Regions from separate parts of the Mus musculus genome. Here region 1 is linked to region 2. A link is a contact called in public promoter capture Hi-C data. All regions are on one chromosome and are shown on one strand. The core of a region is the stretch at or near the end of the contact, and the rest is flanking DNA. Distances in the headings are between cores, read along the strand shown. Region 1 holds the start of Eef1e1 (eukaryotic translation elongation factor 1 epsilon 1). Region 2 has its middle 5.8 kb from the start of Gm4035.

Region 1 (2,700 bases), core at 194-2,693, 1.2 Mb after region 2:
ATGTACTGATGTACCATAATCTAATGGACCTTGCTCCTACAGTTGGATCCTTAGACTGTTCCTTGTCATTATTATTGGGAATCTCGCTGAGCACATCGTAACTGCTGGTGTACTGTGGTTAGTTTTCAACTAAGGAAACACGGTGATTTCATCTCTAGTCTTTGGTCTGTACTCACAGAAAACCAGAAACTTTCAACTGGGACTCACTGTGAAACGTTTCCATTACACAAGGCACTAAAACCCAACTCTGAACTTCAAACTGAACTTGGTCTAAGACTGAACTTGGGTTTATTCTGTATTGCACTACTCTGTTTTGGGTGGCTTACTGGACCCAAACTTACATAGTAATTCACTGGTTTTCTACATCCTTCCAAGTCTAATCTCTTGAACACCAGCTTCTCACTGAAGCTTAAATCCCACCTCCTCTGTGGCACTGTGCCACTGTCCTCAATGTATTCCTCCCCTGTCGCTTGTCCTATTGGGCCCTTAATTGCTGGTGACTGTCCCTCATGCCTTGAAAGCAAGACTGTCTCTCATGTCTCGGCAAAGCCAAAAAAGAGGGTGTGCAAAGGAAACTGGGCTGAGGACAGAGCACATCACCTCTGGGGAGGATGGCCTTCGCAGCCTACGGCAGGCAAGTCATTTAACCTTTCCAGGTGCCACATTAAGTTACTGTGAACCCCACAATACCGCTACGATTTAGACATTAAAGGAAAAAACAAAACAAAACAAAACCTTTGGGCCCAAACAGGAACAAGCCATCTAGATCTGGAATCCCGTTCAAGGCACACTCTATGGTTTCCCACTACCATTCTTCCTCTAGTACCATCTTTCTACGGCAAATGATGAGTTACAAAGGACTCACTTTCTACACCCTAAGAAATCAGGATTCTTCTATCTCACCAAGCATTCCACTGCCCCACACCCGGAATCTTCCTCAATTCTCTGCACAATGCACATCCAAGCGGGTGTGTCGCCAGAATGAGCAGGGTCCTATTCCGTGTTCCCTCCGCCAGGCGGCTTCCAGGAATCTGTACCGCTCGCCCGGCCAGCCGCTGGAAAGGCGGTCGCTGAATGAAAGGACCAGGCACGGCTAACGGCCGCCTACAGGGATCTGAACCCCTGACTCTGCCCAGGCCTCCGCGAACTGGCTTTCTGCTCCCCGAGGGGAGGACGGTGACATTTGCCTGGAGGTCCAGACCGAGCCACGCGGCCCGCCCCGCACGCACGTGGGGAGCGGAGTCCATTCCGATGCCCCGGCCGGGTCGCGTAGGCTCCGGGTCACCCCGCCGCCCTGCTGCTTTCCTACCGCTGCGCCTCACCTGCCGCTCGCCCTGAGCACTGTACTTATTCCCCGGCTTCAGTCCCAGACTCTTCTCCAGCAGCCTCAACTCCGCGGCCGCCGCCATCTTCTGGCCCAGCTCCTAGGGAGGCGGGGCCTGCACAGCTAGGACCTTGATTGAGCAGGAAGTCCGGCCCCACAGATGTCTCCCACGATTGGCTGGGAGGACGGCAAGCGCGCCTGCGCGAAAGGGGCGGAGTCAGCTCAAGGCAGGGGGCGGTTCGTAATTAAGGGCGGGGCCAACCACATTCGGAGTCCGGTGGATTGCTCACAGTAGGCAGAGGAGAGCACGGAGTGTAGACAGTTTCACAGAAGAATGTATCCGAATCTTAGTTTTGTTTTCTGAGACAGGGTTTCTCTGTATAGCCCTGACTAACCTGGAACTCACTCTGTAGACCAGGCTAGCCTCGAACTCAGAAATTCGCCTGCCTCTGCCTCCCAAATGCTGGGATTAAAGGCATGCACCACCACTGCCTGGCTGAATGTATCCGAATCTTAAAGATTGAATCATTCATTACAATGCTTATAAAACTATTGTAGATCAGAAGAATAATTTAGATTATTTGTTTTATAAATATAAAGCATTGATTCCCAAACTCGTCAAATAGTTCTCCAAATAAGAAAATTATAGAACAATCTTAAATTAAAATAAGGATAAGGGCCAGTGACCTAGCAAGGGAACTTGAGATCTGTGGTTGTTTGAACGAAAATAAGCCCCCAACCGGGCGTGGTGGTGCACGCCTTTAATCCCAGCACTCGGGAGGCAGAGGCAGGGGCAGGCAGATTTCTGAGTTCGAGGCCAGCCTGGTCTACAAAGTGAGTTCCAGGACAGCCAGGGATACACAGAGAATCCCTGTCTCGAACCCCTCCTCTCCCCCCCCCCCAAAAGAAAGAAAATGAGCCTCCATATGCTCACCGGGAGTGTCACTATTGGCGTGACCTCGTTGGAGTAGGTGTGGCCTTGTTAGAGAAAATGTGGCAGTGGGGGTGGGCTTTGAGGTTTCAGATCCTAGTGGCATTCTTTTTTTTTTTTTTTCCTTGCCTCCTGCTGATCCAGATATAAAACTCTTGGCTCCTTCAGCATCATGTCTGCCTGCCTGGGGCCATGAGACTCACTGTAATGATAATGGACTAAATTTCTGAACCCGTAAGGCAGCCCTAACTAAATGTTTTTCTTTATAAAAGTTAATAGTAACTCATGGTGTCTCTTTACAACAATAGAAACTCTAACTGAGACAAGTTGAATCCTTATGTGGTGGTTTGAATAAAAATGGTGATTATAGGCAAATGAACAGTGACCAAGACAGAAGCTGGTACCAGGAACCAAGATGTTGCTGTGACAGGCTTGATTATTCTGT
Region 2 (2,700 bases), core at 75-2,574:
GACACTGTTGTTCTGTCTACCAGCCAGTGAGAACTTCCTGGAGATTTTTAAGGTGGGTGTTGTCTTGGGTTAATGTGATCCACAGGAGTGATCCCAGAACTCTGAAGCCACAAGCGGGATTATAAGTTCAAAGATGGAGAGCTACACGTCAGTCTTCAGGATTTCCTTACAAACAAACCCGTGGCACCAGTTCTTGGAGCTTTACCGTTCCCAGAGGACCAACAGCATCTACAGCTATGCAACATAGAATCCCAGGCCGGCAGCAGTGTGGAGTCCTCAAGCTGTGAAGGAATTCCTCCTGCCATCAATAAACTGATGCATCAATGAAACATTCAACAGTTGCTTCTCTCTTGCCTGCTTTGTTACAGCCGAGTACACTGACAGTTACCCAAAGACAAACTCTAGGAAGCAAACAAAACCTGTCTCCCGTAACAAAAAAAGGTGGGGAAACCCAGGGACAAACCCATGATTTGAGATTACCATGCCCAGGACTCTCCAGGATAGCTCTTGCTCACCGGCAGCTGTGTAGGAAGCTAACGAAACAGCCAGGGTTCAGAAGCCCAGCGAGGCTTCTCTCCACAGAGGTGGAAACCGCACAGGCTAGGGTGGGGCTGTCTAGAGACACTCAGCTTACCTTACCTTGCTAAACTCCTCTCATGGCTCATCTGTAAAGGATGGGTGGGTGTAAAGCGTGCCTCTCAGGACTGTCAGAAGGGGTAAGCGAAGCACGTAAATGCCACTGATACATGCCAAGGGCATTGTGGTCCAGCCATCTTCCCCACACTCAAAGTGCAGTGCCAAGCATCGGCCTGGAGGCCGAAAGTAAAATAGAACCTTGCTGAGAGGCAGAAGCCTGTAGCTGAGCTCGCCTTTGTCAGGTGCCCAGAACTTCACAGGTGGGCACTAATTGTCTTGAGAGTTCTTCTTTCTCCCCCCCCCCCCCAGTATGCAGAGAAAACCGCAGCTTAACATTGGGGGCAGGTTGAGCATTGTTCTCCTCACTATCTTTTGCATTTGACCAAGAACAGTGGTGTTTTGAAGAACAATATTTGGACAAGACTCAGCCCTGTCCTATGCTGTCACTGCAGGAGATGCAGGCTCTTCGTGGGCAGAGACAAGTCCAGTCATGGGAAGACAGAAGGCAGGGGCACAAGCCACCCCACCCCAGTGCAGCTTGCCCTCAGATTTCCTCTCCCCTCCCTTTCTTAGACACACCAGCTGCAGCTTTCTCCTCCTGTCTTGTGAAATGTCCCAGTCCACTACAAGGCTCGTGCAAATGCAAACCTCGGCCTTCCAGGAACCTAGCAAACTGTCTGCCCTGGAGTCACATCCAGTAAAAAGGCGGGGCCAGGCCAAAGCCACAGCCACAGAGAGTGGGAAGCCCAAAGCGTAACCCCAAACTCAGCAAGACTTTCTCTTATGGCTTTGGCAGATCAACCAGTCATTTTGCCTTGGTTTCCCATCCCAGCAATGAGAGCTACAGGCTCGCTCGCTTCCTTTACAAGTGTGTTGTAGAAGAATGTGGGAGAAAGGCCGTTTTGCATGTACTGACGGATGGAATGTAGAGGGAGTGCAAAATACCATTAGGGCATAATTGTGGGCAAACTCCCAGCCCCACCCTTTAGCAAACCATATTCCTCAGAGACTGGTGTTTTGCCACTTCTCTGCACTGTTAAAACAGTTTAAAAATATAGTGGGCCATTCTCTCCTCCTCCCCCCACCCCCAACCCGGTGCTATTTTTAGTCCACGTTGGTTTATTTCTCCACTGTGGCAGCAGCATCCTTTCCCTTTGGGCATCTGTATCTTTTTTTGGTGCCCCCCACAATATCCCATTACATCTTTCTACTATTTAGAGAGCCCAAAGATTCAGGACTCAGGCCTGCCTGGTCTGCCTGAGCTAGAATTTACCCCAAAGCAGACAGAGACTCAACTCAGGAAGGGGGTACAGGGAGCAGGAGTGACAGAAGCGGAGGCATGAATGTCTTGTCACATAGCCACTGAGGAAAGTCTGGAGACATCTGGGAATTTATAGCAACCACTCGCTATGTACCAGTAGCATCACCAGCCTGCGGGGTGAGGAAAGGGGCTTTCATCCCTTGGCTGCTGTCCCCAGACCCTTTTGGTTCCTTGTTCCAGCATGAACACATGGGGCCTCTCAGGCTTTTCTCCTGGGGTAACAAAGGCTGCAGGACTCCGGTGGTAAAGACAGCTCAGTCGACTGCACGCCCAACCTGTGACTGAGATAAGACTCAAATCTTAGACAATAAGAGATAGACACTAGAGTTTGGATCTTAAAAGTCTCCCCGGAGTCTGGTGTGTTAAGGGTTTTTGTTTGTAACTTGAGTCCTTTTTGCAAGGTTGTAAAGATTTTAAAGCTTTTGAAAGGTAGGTAGAGTAAAAGTTAGGTTTAGAGAATGTGCTCTCGATAGGTGGGGTACTGGGACCACTAGCTGAGTCCTCTCTGCCGCTGGTCATACCCTCCTCCTCCTCTCCCTCCTCCTCCTCCTCCTCCTCCTCTCCCTCCTCCTCCTCCTTCTCTCCTTCCTCTCCCTCCTCCTCCCCTTCCCCCTCCTTCTCTACCTCTTCCCCTTCCCCCTCCTTCTCTACCTCCTCCTCAGCTCCCATCTTCTCTCCTCCTCCCCTCCCTCTCCCTTCCTCTTCCCCTTCTTGGCTGTCAGGAGTCCAGTGGCCTCCTTATC

Evidence for each region. Promoter capture Hi-C pulls out the DNA fragments that hold promoters and counts their contacts.
Region 1: a contact with region 2 is called in a promoter capture Hi-C map of pre-B cells, with 3 times the contacts expected there. The contact joins the promoter of Eef1e1 here to the enhancer-like site in region 2. A contact is called at or near these places in 2 of 39 promoter capture datasets (maxillary cranial neural crest and pre-B cells), 1 of 484 Hi-C or Micro-C datasets (B cells) and 2 of 115 datasets of contacts at active chromatin or transcription factors (embryonic forebrain and pro-B cells).

Annotation. Positions count from the first base shown.
Region 1 is chr13:38,657,585-38,660,284 of GRCm38.p6, forward strand. It overlaps Eef1e1 (eukaryotic translation elongation factor 1 epsilon 1), which reads right to left and starts at 1,444. Exons shown (of 4, transcript NM_025380.2): 1 at 1,323-1,444. The coding sequence starts at 1,409.
Region 2 is chr13:37,439,542-37,442,241 of GRCm38.p6, forward strand. No RefSeq gene overlaps it. Among named protein-coding and RNA genes, the nearest start is that of Gm4035, 5.8 kb to the left of the region's middle. Within about 2 kb of position 1,325, at least 104 of the 459 cell types and tissues checked have an H3K27ac peak or open chromatin away from gene starts, as enhancers often do. A contact at or near this core is called in B cells, pre-B cells and pro-B cells, where this site is marked.